2 separate regions of the Sus scrofa genome follow, and region 1 is linked to region 2. The links are chromatin contacts, called in public HiChIP or PLAC-seq maps. All regions are on one chromosome and are shown on one strand. Each heading gives the region's core, a stretch centred on a gene start, on an enhancer-like site or on the middle of the called end of the contact. The rest is flanking DNA. Distances are from core to core; before and after follow the strand shown.

The links. HiChIP or PLAC-seq counts read pairs in DNA pulled down with a chosen protein or histone mark.
Region 1: an H3K27ac HiChIP or PLAC-seq map of skeletal muscle shows a contact between it and region 2. The contact joins two enhancer-like sites. A contact is called at or near these places in 4 of 47 Hi-C or Micro-C datasets (embryonic fibroblasts, fetal liver and skeletal muscle) and 1 of 2 datasets of contacts at active chromatin or transcription factors (skeletal muscle).

Annotation. Positions count from the first base shown.
Region 1 is chr4:103,875,348-103,882,974 of Sscrofa11.1, reverse strand. No RefSeq gene overlaps it. Among named protein-coding and RNA genes, the nearest start is that of PTGFRN, 44 kb to the right of the region's middle. Within about 2 kb of position 2,489, at least 22 of the 83 cell types and tissues checked have an H3K27ac peak or open chromatin away from gene starts, as enhancers often do. A contact at or near this core is called in skeletal muscle, where this site is marked.
Region 2 is chr4:103,775,547-103,782,866 of Sscrofa11.1, reverse strand. PTGFRN (prostaglandin F2 receptor negative regulator) reads left to right here. Exons shown (of 9, transcript XM_013997237.2): 4 at 170-550. Among named protein-coding and RNA genes, the nearest start is that of CD101, 43 kb to the right of the region's middle. Within about 2 kb of position 2,721, at least 6 of the 83 cell types and tissues checked have an H3K27ac peak or open chromatin away from gene starts, as enhancers often do. A contact at or near this core is called in skeletal muscle, where this site is marked.

The DNA of each region.
Region 1 (7,627 bases), core at 1,240-3,739, 100 kb before region 2:
TACCTATACTCTTTTTATGTATCAAATATAACATTAAAATAATGAACATTCGCATGACATTATGTTTGTTGAAATTTTAAGATGAATTTCATATATGCAATTATTTGAATATATAAATATTTTCTCTTCTTTTCTTTTGCTTTGTAGGGCCGCACCCTCAGCATATGGAGGTTCCCAGGCTAGGGGGTCTAATCAGAGCCACAGCAAGTTGCGTCTGCGACCTATACCATAGCTCATGGCAACACTGGAACTTTAACCCACTGAGTAGGCCAGGGATGGAACCTGCAACCTCATGGTTACTAGTCAGATTCATTTCCACTGCGTCACAATGGGAACTCCTATTTTCTTTCTTTTTACAGCACCTGCAGCATATGGAAGTTCCCAGGCAAGGGGTCAAATGGAAGCTGCAGATGCCAGCCTACACCACTGCCACAGCAATGCCAAATCTGAGCTGTTGTTATCTACACTGCAACTTGTGGCAATGCCAGATCCTTAACCCACGGAGTGAGTCCAGGGATTGAGCCCACATCCTCATGGAGACTATATCAGGTTCTTAACCCATTGAGCCACAATGGGATCTCCTATAAATATTTAAATATTCATTTACGTGTTTCTAAAGTCTATCACAGTTTCTAGTACATAGCAAGCTCTCAGTTCACAGCAACAATTATTACTTGGGCAGGCCTGACAATCTTATTAATCACAGGCCAACAGTCTGGATCTGGAATGTGAGTTAACCAGATAAATAATCAGCTCAAGGGTCTGCATGCAGAGGAGAGCTGACCTGGCCTGTTGACTCACCGTGTAAACACAAGTCATGGTAATTTACTAACAGCAAGACCTATTTCCTGCTGAGCGCTTCCAGCCCAGGCTCCAGAACTAGACACAGGGGAAGAGGTCAAAAATACTTGCATGGAACCTGTTTCCCTTTCCACTAACTTCTGAATGATGAGACGCTTGCTTGTTGCAAAGTCATCAGAATGAGACATGGAAATTTCTCACCTGGCATAAACTAGACGGAGCTTTTGAGATGCAAACCATATCCATTCTCAGAGGGGAGCAGTGAAATGGAAGAGAGAAGTCACTTTCAAAGAACCATCCCCCTGCTTTCCCCCTCTATACACATGCTAAGCACACAGGGCTTTTGCAATCTGCTACGAAAACAGAATTTTAAAATAAACCCTTGTCTGAGCTCTCAAATCAGAATTTAGAGGAAAATGGATTTTTGTAGGGTGAATTTGTCCTCCCAAATTAGTTTCATTCACACATACGCTTGTGCACACACACACACACACACACACACACACACACACAATGAGGCATTCATTAATAGACCAAATAATGGAACAAGCAAATTCACCCTCAACAAGAAAGACATTTGGTAATTGTGAGGACAGGCTTGAAGCTGCATAAAAATAAAACTCACAGAAGCCAGCAGATGGCACTTAATCATAATTTTTCCTATGATTTCTATTAATTGTTAAATATTCTTCATTCTGTCTTCCCGGTATGATGAATGATATGCTAATATGGCATCGTAAGTAATGTTTTCCCTTTGAGATACGAAATAGGCTTGTTACATAAAATTCCCCCACCTACGTAACTAGCCCAAGACCCATTTTTCTCATGCATATATTTATCATATCCCAGTATGCATATGCATGCCCGTATATCTGTGTGCTTCCAAGCATGGAGCGCGTCTGATAAATGTCTGAGGTAAAAGCTAACACCTTCATTTATCTCCAGAAGCAAATCCAAATCAAGGAACTCTTGTTCCTGAAACAGGCACATAAAACCATCTCAGCCACACTGGCTGCCAGAAATAGGAATGGAGAAATACCTCAGGAAGGCCACTCGGCAATTTCCTTCAAGGCTCCTATTACCGCATTAACAAGGTGAATGACCCCTTCCAGGCTGCTCCACCTCACCTGCCAATTCTTTCACTTTCTCTCCCGCCCACCCCCCATTTTCCTCTCCTCCATGAGGCTCCTCTCTCTCCTTGGCCTCGTGCTCCTATAGGGCCCCAGCCTTTCCTACTGCCCCACTCTCGTTCTTTCTTCTGATTCTCCTGGTTTGGGGGTTTGGGTTTTGTTTTTTTTTTTACATCTCTCCTTTCTCTCTTATTAGTGCTGGTGGCAGTTTCCTCCATCTTGGGGGGCGGGGGGTGGGAGGGGCTGGGGAACAGATGCTCTACCAGTCAGGGTTCTTGGTTTCTGACACCAGAAATTGACTCTGTTAAGTAGGAAAAAAATGTATTGGAAAGCCCTCAAGCAGTTAACAGAATCGACAGGAAGCCTGGAGAATCTGGCCCGGCCCACAGGCAAGAACCCAAGGAGACTGGCACCGGAGAAGACTGCCAAGGTCACACCCCTGAAAAATCACTCAGTTGGGACAGTGCCATTGGCACCGCAGCCACTCTGCTGCTAACGGCCACTGCTGCCCCTTGACTCTACCGTAAAAGCACGCGCTCGTGCCAAGGGCTGGTTTCATTCCCTCCAGATTCCTGGTCCAGGCAGGAGGACCCAATGCCAAGGCTGGGAGGACAGGCTTCATGAGCTGCTCTCCACCAGCAGAGCTGCAGTTCTGGCGCCCACTAGAGTGAGGTGGGGGTGCAGAGTCGAGGTGCTGGTAGCCTGTCAAGGAAGCAGGAGAAAGCAGATCTCAAGAAGCACTTGAGCTGAGGAGCTACCAGGTGCCACAGACACCGCTCATTTAAAAGCCTCCCTACTCCTGGTGCACAGACGGGAAGGTCTGTACTCCCAAGCTGAGTGGGAATACGTTGGGGAGAAGGAAAGCCATCGGGGAGTTTACAAAGCAATTATGCCAGTTCTGGAAGGACACACTCTAGAGTGAAACTCAGCTGATGCTGTAACCCTGCACAGTCAACTCGGTTCTTTCATACATGCTGTGTCCTGGAAAAACTGAGCGGCTGCCAGAGCGAATGCAAGCACCCTTTGCGTTCAGGCTCTATTTAACGGGCTTCAGTTCCAGCTCCCAAGTACTATTCCTTTGACCTCCCACGTCTTAACCCTTCATGGAACCAGACGAGCTCCTTTCTAGGGATGAAATTTGTAACGTGATTCCTGGCTGGGTGCAGGGGCCTCTTCTCTCCTCTGCCAGCTGGTCCCAATTATGAGCTGGTTTGGGTAATTTGAGAGTTTGGAGGGTGTCTGTGCTGGAGAAGGAGGGTTTTCTAAGCACTTAGCTTCCCTGTGGATCCCAAGGCCAACTCAAACTAATGGATCCCTTAATATTCTGAATTATGAGGTGATTTTCACTGGTTTTCCTAAAAAAAAGAGGAAATAAAATATATACATAAAGTCACTTGGTGGTGTGCCTGATAACCACTGCCAACGCAGAGTGAAAAATGAAGGCAGCTGTCTATATCATTTCAGTAGAGCTCCAGCGTCGCCCACAGAATTTGGGTAATTGCCTCAATTTTCCTGTGTTTTAACAGAGCGGGCCTGTGTTGTCTCAAGTTTCCTTTGGGATAGGTGACACCCAGGCCAGTCTTTGGGGGATCTCCAGCCCAGTTTTAAAGGGCCACATATATATATCTGAGTTCAAGTTTACATTTTTAAAACATTTTTTCAATGTAATGTGGTATTGAGCATCTATTATACGAAGGTGCTGTAAAGTCTCGGAAATCAAAGATAAATCTGACTGTGGAGTGAGAGGAATCTCATCCAGTGGCATTCCAAAGTGGTGGAGGGTGGAGGAGCCAGCCCTTGGCTAAGAGGAACATTTTGTCAATGACCTTATTTAGACTCGCCATGGTGCATGGCGATAATACAGACCAGATGGCTTTTCGTTGGTTTTATTATTTTTAAACTCTCTGCAGACTGATACACTCCTTAGTGCCTGCACCTGGACTGACGTCTCCCGCTGGCCCCCTCACTGGACTCTTATACTTCCAACCACTCCCCCAGTTTGGGTCCCCATAGTCACTTTAAGTAGGGGTAGGAGAAACAACGTACATAAAAAGATGCAAATGTCACTGGAAATCAAGTTCACATAGCTGAGTGGGCATGAGTTCCATTGGCAAGTCAATGCCAATCGTAGTTGCTTAAACTTGACCTTTGCGGGCCTGCCTGAGGCCTGTCCTTCATTCCCACTCCTTGGGTCACATTATTAATCTTCAGAAGCCAGCTCCTTTTGCTGATGGAGTTATTATTTCATGTCTTTGGGACCAAGTGTCCTCATGGTATAGCACATGCATGAGAAGGGTCCTCCCTGGAAGGGTTGGTATAAGGATTACATGAGAGAACACGTGTGAAGTAAATGTTAGCTCTTATTTATCATTGCTCTCTTAAAACCTTTCCGTAAAATTTACTTCAAGCTTGTATGAATATAGAAAGATCAAGAGAAATAAGGAACGAGACAGAGCCCAGGACACAGAGAGAGGTATGCACCCAGGTCAGCCATGCAGATACAATTCTGCCACCCACACTGATCCAGGAATGCCCAGGAGATGGGGGCAAAGCTTGGGCCCTTTCCTCACCTCACCTGTTACCCATATTCACCACCACCCCTTGATGTTTGTTTTCGAAATTATTACACTGATGATTGCCAAATGGTGCCTTTCTGATACCATTATTTCTTCTGCTTTTTTTTTTTTTTTTGGTTGACTTTCTACTGTAAGAAATAATTTCTTCACATATATTTATTCATTTATATGACTATATCAATAGGAACTCATAGGCATCTTTTTTTTTTTTTTTTGCTTTTAAGGACCACACCTGCAGCATATGGAAGTTCCTGGGCTACAGGTTGAATCAGAGCTGCAGCTGCCAGCCTGTGCTACAGCCACAGCAACAAGGGATCTGAGCTGCATCTGTGACCTACACCACAGCTCACGGCAAAGCTGGATCCCCTACTCACTGAGTGAGGCCAGGGATTGAACTGCATCCTCATGAATACTAGTCAGTTTCTTAACCCGCTTAACCACAACGGGAACTCCGAGTTGAGTTACCTTTTGCTTTGCAGGATTTTTTTTTGTTTTTTTTTGTCTTTTGAGGGCTGCACCCATGGCATATGGAGGTTCCCAGGTTAGGGGTCTAATCAGAGCTGCGGGCATACACCAGAGCCACAGCAACGCCGGATCTGAGCTGTGTCTGCAACCTACACCACAGCTCACGGCGGCAATACTGGATCCCCTACCCACTGAGCAAGGCCAGGGATTGAACCCGCAACCTTATGGTTCCTAGTCGGATTCATTTCCGCTGTGCCATGATGGGAACTCCTGATTTGCAGTTTTAAAAGAGGAGTTCTCTTGTGGCATAGTGGTTTAAGGAATCCAGCATTGTCAGTGCAATGACTTGGGTCACTGCTGTGGCACGGGTTTGATCCCTGCTCTGGGAATTTTGCATGCTGTGGGCATGGCCAAAAAAGAAAAAGAGGGAGCTCGGGAGACTGGAGGCTTCCCCAGAGGGATATACTAGGTATTAAACCTGTGGTTTTCTTTTCTGCAGGGGGATTTATTTCTCTCTACAGGCAAGGATGGAAAATCGCATTGACGTGTGTCTTCCTTGTTCTGCGAAGAACTTCTTAAGTGGCTTCCTGCAGCCACCTACCTAAATGGGGCGTGTTAGACCCCTGTCTTGTAGAAGAATCAGCCTGAAGCAGATACTCCTTGCTCAGTGGCACATTGCTCATAATCTCTTTTAGTTGTGTTAAGTGCAGGCCTTTGTCCTGGAAGAAATTGTAGCAAGGTGGGTTTTTTTGGTTTTGGTTTTGTTTTATCTTTCTCTCGCTCCTCCTTCCAAGTTAAAACCTTCCCCATTCTTTCATATGCAGATTTGGACTTTCTGCAAGTGGAAGACCTGTTTGCCCAAGAGTTCAGAGCCTGCCGGGAGGGAAAGGATTAAAGTTCAATTCCTGACTCCTGAGGTTCAAAAGTCTGGAGTGTATGCAATTGCTAACAATCAGGGGCTGGGCAATAAAATTCCCATGAGGCAAGAGAGCAGCTGGCCTCTTAACCCTTGGTACAGAGCTTTACCAGAGCCTCATCAAGTCTGATGGGTCCACCAGGTGACAAATGCTGGCACCAGTCCTGAATTCACTGTATTTGGGGAGAAGTGGTTCTGTGTGTGTGTGTGTGTGTGTGTGTGTGTGTGTGTGTACAAAAGAGTTGGCTGGCAAGAGCTGTAAACCAGTGGTGTTCTGGAGCTGACTCATAATGGCTTGCAAGAATTGATTGCTAATTTTTCAGAAATTTTTGCCAGCCAGTTAAATATAGCCATTATTAAATATTAAATTATGTAAATTCGATTAAATACTTACATGAAAACAAACATTAGTAAATACTCAAAACTCATCACTTACTAATTATTTTCTCCCATTTCACTATTATCTATGCGCCTGTGGTTGTTTACAGCTCTTGTAGCTGGATGGTGGAGATTTTGTACACAACGGTGGGCTATTGTGCATTCCCAACTCCACATTCAGTGAGGTCACATTGGTAGCTTAAAATCAGTCACGGCAAATGTATTTATACCATGGGAATTGGCAAATCTATGAAGCAATGCTTCCCTCCACCCCCACCCCCTGGGGGATCCGGATGTTTAACAGTTAGCAGCCCACCCTGACTATAACCCTTGAGACAGATTCATTCATATTCTGTTTTACTGGCTGAAACGAGCTAGGGTGTGAGGTCCTCTTGACTGCACCTACTCAGAGAGCACATACTGGAGGACCTGGAGCAGAGGGCTCAGGTACTATCACTATTGTCCAGGCTCCAATGATTCTGGAATTGCTTCAACTTCTTGAAATTTTTACCTTCCACCAGAGAGACTCAACCACTGATCCAACTTCTCTTCTACCAAGTTTCTAAGTCACCTTGTGGCAATATCGCTCCTTAGTCTAATTCTCTGCTTTCGTGTGTCCACAAGAGGCCTTGGGGAAGCAGCAGAACGAAGTGTCATAGTCTGTGCACGGGGTCAGAAGAATTTCCGTGCTCATATCGGGGTGAAAAGACAGAAGAGTTTATTGCGCATGGAGAGTAAAAGTAGAGTTGATTGAGATAAAAGACACTGCAAGCCACTGGGACCTCTTCCTGACAATCAGGGAAAACCAGACAATGAGCGCGTGCTCATGTCTGTTTTTATAACCCAGGGAGAACAGAGGTCTCGCGATACACATGCTGACCTGCTGATTGGTTGAGGAAAGAAGGGGTCTTACAATACACTTGCTGGTTGGTTGGGGGCATGTAAGGTCCCTATAGGGGCTGGGTGAGGAATGGGCCACATACCTTTCCTAGTAGGGGGCAGGAAGGAGTAGGCCAGGTTGCTCTAGACAGGGGAAGGGGCGATGAAAAGGGTCTGGTAATTCTTGTCTTGGCCGGAGGCTTTGAGTTCTGTCTCCTTAAAGGGGACTTGAAGTCTAACATGAGGGACCCCAGGATCCTTCTTCTGAGCAGTCTTGGCAGTTTGGTTGAAAGTATCCATCACTGAGCATGGCTCTGGGGAGTGGGCTAACCCTCAGAAAGGTGCTTTGCAAGACACAGGAGGTCACCCAAGAACCAGTGGGTGATATAAGAGGACTGGACTTTGCACAGCTTCCTGGCTTGAATATGACATCTGTTGGCTAAGCGCTACTCAGCAGTGAGCATCTCTATGCCCAGAGAGCA
Region 2 (7,320 bases), core at 1,472-3,971:
TTGTGACGCTCCTTGTACAGCTATAAATGTAATAAAATTCATTGAGGAATTAAAAAAAAACTGTACAAAGCCTTCTAACTTGTAAATAGGAGATGATCGGGGTGGGGGAGGGTGGAGGGGGGCAAACATAATGGAGCGTCTCTAAAAGCCTTTGCTTTTCATCTTCCAGTTCTCCAGGTAACTGTGGCCAGGAATGTGTCTGTGGCCGAAGGAAAGTTGCTGGACCTGAGCTGCAACATCACAACAGACCGAGTGGATGACGTGCGGCCCGAGGTGACATGGTACTTCAGCAGGACGCCGGACAGCACCTTACCCGGCCCCCATGTGCTAGCACGGCTGGACCGTGATTCCCTGGTACACAGCTCTCCCCACGTGGCCCTGAGTCACATGGATGCACGCTCCTACCATTTACTGGTTCGAGATGTTAGCAGAGAAAATGCTGGCTACTACTTCTGCCATGTGGCGCTCTGGACACCCGGGCACAACAGGACCTGGCACAAGGTGGCTGAGGCTATGTCGGCCCCAGCTGGAGTGGCTGTGACCTGGCTAGGTGAGTGGTTTGGAGGATGGCTCTTCACCTCTTGGGCTTAATCCTCTCTCTGGGATATGGAGAGGAGCCAGAGAGCGGTGTGCTTTGCATTACTTGGGGGTTCTTGATATCAGGACAAGTATACTTTCGCCTGGCTAGATCCCAAGCTGGGGGCGAAGGCAAAACTGGCTGAAATCGAACCTGGCAGGCAAGGGAAATGTTTAGATAAGGTGCCCTCAGTGGTCTCAATATGCTCATGGGAGAGGACATGGTTTCCTTTCGTGGTCGAGATTTGTAGGGTCGGGGGCCCAGCTCCGTGGCTCATTGAAATGGATCTTTGTTGGAGGCAGAAAACTGCCAGTCCTCCTTTCCTCTTCCTAGACTCCTAGGTTCTCTCTGGCAGGAGCTGGTGCTTTTCTAAAGGCTGCAGAAGAAAAAGAATTCCTTCAGTTAATGGAACACATTTTTTTTTTTTTTTCCACTGAATGCCCTGGAATCCCAAAGTGATGGATGTTTTTCTCCCAGATATCAATTATGTTAGGAGCCTTCCTGTTTCCCCTTTTCTGGTGAGCTCTCTCCCCACATCTGGTTCCCGTGGAGGTGCAGAGTGGCCCTCAACCGTTGCCCACCTTGCCACCCATGTTAGGGCTACTTGTCATATACGTGAAGGTCATTGTCATATCCTCTTCTTTTTTTCCAGTCTCATCTTCCCCATCTCCTGTTTACCTGAATGCTTGCCTTCCAGGGCTGACTTTCCCTAATTTTCTTGCTGTCTTATAATGAACTGCAAGTGAGCTTCAGCAGGATGGGGCTGAGTGGAGTGTGGACAGCTTCGCTTCCCACACCCATTACTGCAAAGATGGTGACAGCCTGCTGTTTTGAGCTTGATCTCTCTGCTGTCCCCTGACTGTTCCCAGCCCACGTGAAGGCATTTGGCATGGCTCTGTTAGGAGATTAGGCTAGGAAGTCATGTCCCCCTTTGTCTAACGCTAAACATCCTCCTGCCGGGAGCCCCAGCTCGTTCTCAGCGCGTCCTTGCCCCTGCATTGAAATCTTCACTCAGGTTAGTGGCACACTCACAGTCTGTGTCTTCCTAAGAAGCCGTTCTTTGGCAAAGAGGAGGGGTTGGCAAGTAGGGACAGAGGGGGCAGGGAGAAGAAGAGTCATAAGCAGACAGTGTGTCCTGTGCAGAACGGGGCGAGGCGGGGTGCTGGTCCTCCCTGCTCCCGGAGGGGTGCTTTGATATCTGCAAAGTGAAAGGCGCGGGGTTTATCTGGAGAGCTTTTATTCCTGCCGTCTGAACCCTGGGCGCGAGCCTCGCTGTGAAGTACTGAACTGGAACAATGGTAGCCCGGCTAGAACTCTCCTTAGCAGCCTTCAAAATAACACAGACGTTGTCAGCAGCAAAAGGAGAGTTTTCATCTCTGGAGCTGAATGTGTCTCGGGGCCCTGATCCTCGGCACATTGTGCGTGACTGTCACATCCCAGCGCGGACTCGGTGCCCCGCCCCCGCCGACAAGGAATCACAGCTCAAGCAGGGCTCTTTCTCTCTCTCTCTTTCTTTTTTTTTTTTTTAAAGAAAGTGCTGCCTGCACTCCAATTTGAGGGCCTCTTTGAAGTCCTCCTGCATTGATCCCCGCATTCCCTGGGGGAGATGCGGGGACTGGCAGGAAACAGGAGGGGGCTCTGGCAGGGAAGGGGCTCTTTTAGCTGGAAGGGATTTGTTGGTGGCTGTGTTCTCCAGAGAGTGGGAAGAAATAAAGAGACTAAATTGTGGGAAAAGGTTCAGTTATTATCCCAGGGATCCAACACTGTTCTTCTGAAAGCCGTCAGTGTGCATTTCCCGGGCTGACCTAAGGCCCCAGACCCCGCACCTCTCTCGGTTCTTTGCACCTAATGAGCACTCACTAAACCTTGGCGGGATGGGTGGATGAACTGGCACTGACACAGATAGTGTTCAAATAGGTGCATAGGCAAAGAAGAATTGCAGAGAAAGCAATAACGTTCAGCTCAGAATACTCAGATATTTGCCCATGGGATAAACCTGCCAGGAGTGTGAGTGGTATTTTTCTGTCCTCCCCTTAAATCTCTCCACCTTCCCTGAGCCTGTGACTCACACCATTACAGCTCCCTGGACACTTGTCAGCAGGCGAACCAGGCACGAGGACAGAAGGAGACCTTTCTCATTCTCTGCCCGGGCAACCATCAGGTCTGACTTGACACTGTGTGGTTCTGTCTAGATCTGCAACATGTGTGCGTGTGCATGTGGCTGCCAGTCCTCATGCAGCTCGGGGCCTGTTGGCGAAAACTGAGAAGTGGCAGGACGACAGGTGACCTGCCCAGTCCTCTATTTCTGTTGATCGTCTTATGTCGTGTGACTATGGAATGTTGTTCCAAAAGAGCTCTTGAGGAAGCTGGTTCCCCATGCAGGTGTTACACAAAGCGCTTGGTTTTGCTACTTGGCACATTAAAAATAATAACCACCATGTACTGAATACCTACTGCGTGCCAGGGACTGGGCCAAGGGCTTTACATGCCTTAAATATTTGATGCCCGCAATAACGTTGTGAGTGAGAAACCCATTTCTATTTTTCTACAGTTTTGAGGGTCAGGATTTAGGGAAGGATTCAATGGGTTCATCTCTGATGCACATGGTGACATCCGGGACAGCTAGGGCTGAGGCCCCTTCCAGGTGGGTTTCTCATGCACGTGTCACCATGTGCCGGGACACCTCTCTCTGTCCCCACATGGCATCTCATCCAGGCCCTTTCCATGTGTCTTGGGCTTCCCATGGCACCGTCTTCTCAGGACAGTCCCATTTCTTACCTGGCGGCTGGCTGCCAAGGCCCACGAAGTGCAAGTGCCTGGCCAGTTAAAAGCAATTCCTGGGACTGGCACAGTGCATTTCCACTGTTTTCTATTGGTCAGAACCATCACAGAGTCTGTGCAAGTTCAAGGGGGTAAAGGAAGAGACCTCGCCTCTTAGTGGGAGAGTAGTGGGGTTACATTGGACAAAGGCCATGTGAGGTGGGACATGTTAGTGCAGTCATCTTTGGACAGTGGAGTCTATGCAGTGTTTATTGTTTTGGTTTTTTTTTTTTCTTTTTCTTTTTCTTTTTTGGCGGGGGTGAGGGGGGCACACCCTCGGCCTGTGGAAGCTCCCAGGCTAGGGGCTGAATTGGAGCTACAGCTGTTGGCCTACACCACAGCTCACAGCAATGCCAGATCCCAGTCCGCCAAGCAAGGCCGGGGATGGACCCCTGCATCCTCATGGATACTAGTCAGATTTGTTTCTGCTGAGCCATGATGGGAACTCCCTATGCAGTAGTTAATGCTTGTTTCTTTTATTTCAAAAGAAATGTTCAGAATGGCTCAGGCAGAAGTATAGCCCATGGTCAAGTCTATCTCAAGTATTTTCATCTTAAGTGAAGTCTGTCCCAGGTATTGTCATCCTATGTGAAAACAGTTTTGACTTTGGGAATCAGTTCACTCCTGAAACTCAAGAGCAGAGAGTCCTAAAAGCTAGGGGCATTCTTGTCCTTAGTTGCTTGGGGTTGGTGCCCTGAGTCCATGAGAGGTTGAAGCTGATTGAGGTCTTCTCAAGTTCCTTTGTGTTGACTAGACAGATCAGGCAGTGATATGAATGGGTCTGTCAAGTCCAAGAGCACTTGTAGCCACTGGGAGGGCTATGATTTTTTAGAGGGTAAGAAAAAGCCTCTTTACTTAGGATGTATGCCCTACTTTTGAAGGGAAAAAGATTTAAGTTGGCTTGCAAAACAAAGTCCAATTTAAAGCAAGAGACATAAAAATAAAATCAAGATCAAAAGGGGTAAAAAAAAATCAAAGAATAGATATTGCAAGATGGTTGGGATGAATCAGTTACTGCATTTGAGTACTGCATTTGCCTCTGAAGTTTTGGAGAGTTGAGGCAAAAAGCGATGTGATTATACAGTTCTCTGATGAAGGAAGACAAAAGAGAGACAAACTTTTTCTTGGCACTGAATTTATCATGTGCTTTTTTATTTAAGGGGCATTGGATAACATAATGGACAGTGCTTTTAACTGTTCTCTTACAAAAGGCTCTAAGTGATTGTTTAAATGGATGTTTCTTATATCCACTCCCTATAAAAGCTGAGGGTATAAATCTTAAGTGTGTGAAGAAGTTTCTGCAAGAAGCTGAGTTACTGTGGGGGACAAATGTTGCTTTGTGTTGATCCAATTTAGTATATGGCTAAAACTATAGAGAATCTGGAGGAATGGCTGGTTCATCTGCATATTAAGCCATCTTTCCCTGCTATCAGATGTCTTAAATGAGCCCTTGGCAAGAGTTGGATACTAATCAGTTCATGGTTGAGCGGTCTGCCCGAAGTCCCAGACTTCCGTGGTGTTAATTGGAGAGGGTTCCACGGGCTTCAGATGCGAGAGCCAGAGGAGGCAGAGCTGAGTTCTGCTGTTCAGGCTTAAGCACCTGATTTGCATTCTTCCCCACTCTGGGACCATCCCCTCTTCCAGCAGTGTGCCAGCGAGGAAGGTAATTATTTTTCTTTAAAAGGAGCTGTTAATCTGCTAAGTGTTTGGTAGAGACTTCACAATTCCTTGCCGCCTCTAGAAGACAGGATTTAGAGCTGCAGAGTTTTACAGGCAGCTACAATCAGCTGTCAGTCCGGGATTATCTCTGAAGGCAGAAGAGCTTTGGAGTCCAGCTCCACTACCTTCTAGGCGTGTTATCGCAGGTGTGTTGCTCAAGATGTCTGAACGTGGGTTTTCCCGGCTTCCTGGGATACTGCATCTAAGTGTTTAGCACAGTGCCTGGCACTTCAGTGTTCTGTACGTTTTCGTGGTGGCGGTGGTGACTGATTGGTGTTTTGGAGGCAGAGTCAAAATAGAACATGCCCTTCTTCACCAAGTTCTTAACCAGATAAGGCATAAAGGGTATGTTAGGGCTTAGAAAGCTAGGAATATGTGTGTCCAAAAAGGGGCTGAACTCACCACCCCTCGCCCCTTTCTTGCCTCCACCCCTAAGTCTGGTAATTCTCTCTTCCTTCTCTGGAGGGAGGGAGTGGGGATGATGGAAAAAAAAAGTGGAACGAATGTGTCACTTTGGACATTCGGGAAAAAAAAAAAAAAAAAGGCCTGCCCAGGCAAGATAATAAAACAGACATTATGTGGGGGCACAAGTATACCATTCAAATATGTTACCTTGATTGCTCTGAAATCACTAATGCTGAAGGCAACCTCATAATAATGGTTCTACTAAGTGTGACTCCCCCCCCCCGTAACAGTTCCTTATTTATAGCCTGTTCTGTGTAAATGTTAAAGAATATTTAATTGTTATATACACATGAGATTGTGGCAGCTCTCTGACAATTAATCGAGTCACCTAGCTGCCGCTAAAGTACCGCCCAGGAATTTTGTTGTGGCACCGTAGGTTAAGGATCCAGTGTTGTCGCTACAGTGGCCCAGGTCACTGCCATGGTGTGGATTCTTCCCAGGAACCTCCACAAGCCATGGTCAAGGCCAAAAAAACCAGTCCTGCCCAGTTCAAGAAAATAAAACCGGCATCGACAGACACAAGGGCCTGCCTTCTTTTTCTTCTAACTCCTGTGTGCAGCCTGTTCATCTAATTAACTCTACCCAGTTACCTAAATTTCAAAGAGGGTATTAGAACCTGACCCTCTTATGCACGTTCAGGATTAGGGCCTCAGCTGAATCATCACTCTTGTCTTCCGGGACGTGGCAGGCTTTGAGGAGGCATTGATAGCAGGGTGTGTAATGCAGTTGTGCAATTTGGCCCTGGTGGGAGCCAGGCCATGGAGCCAAAGCCTCTCTTGTGATTCTGCTCCCACACCCCATGCTGTCCTCAGTCTTTGAACTTACCTTCTTTGAGCTTTGATTTGATTTGATTTCTTTCATGTAGGAAATGTACGTGAAAATAGTACCTGTCCCATAAGGTCGTTCTGAGGATTAAATGAGGATGCAAGGAGAGTGGATACAGTGGTTCCTGTCATAAATGCCGGTTATGCAGATTGTTGTGCCTGCCTTATGGAACTGTTGTGAGAGTAAAAAGGGGTGATCTGTGAAAACCCTTAGGTCAGATCCCAGTCCACAGGAGGCACAAAATATCTGCTATTACAAATTAGCCAATAGTTCTGAAAAATTTTCATTGTTTTGAAAGTTGAGACAAAGGAGTCAAACGACCCATCATCACAAAACAAAGTCTTTCTGAGCGGGGATGGGAGTGGGTTTGCTTTGCAGCAGGCCGAAGCTTTAGGAGGAAGTGTGTATACGAGCAGGCTGTCCTGGGAGCCAGATTAGGGAGCAGATCCTTGGTTGGTTGGTTGATTGGTTTTTGGAGTTCCTGTCGTGGCACAGCAGAAACAAATTCAACTAGGAACCATGAGGTTGCAGGTTTGATTCCTGGCCTCACTCGGAGGGTTAAGGATCCGGTGTTGCTGTGAGCTGTGGTGTAGGTCACAGACTCAGCTCGGATCTGGCATGGCTGAGGCTGTGGCTGGCGACAACAGCTCCAATAGGACCCCTAGCCTGGGAACCTCCATATGCCATGGGTACGGCCCTAAAAAGGACAAAAGACAAAAAAAATTTTTTTTTCAAAGTATAATTGATTTACAACATCATGTTAGTTTCAGGTATACAGCACAGCAATTCAGTTAGACACACACATATAACATATACACACACAGATAAAATGTATTTTTTTTCAGATTCACTTCACTTACAGATTATTACAAAATACTGAGTAGAATTCCCTGTGCTATGCAGTAGGTCCTTGT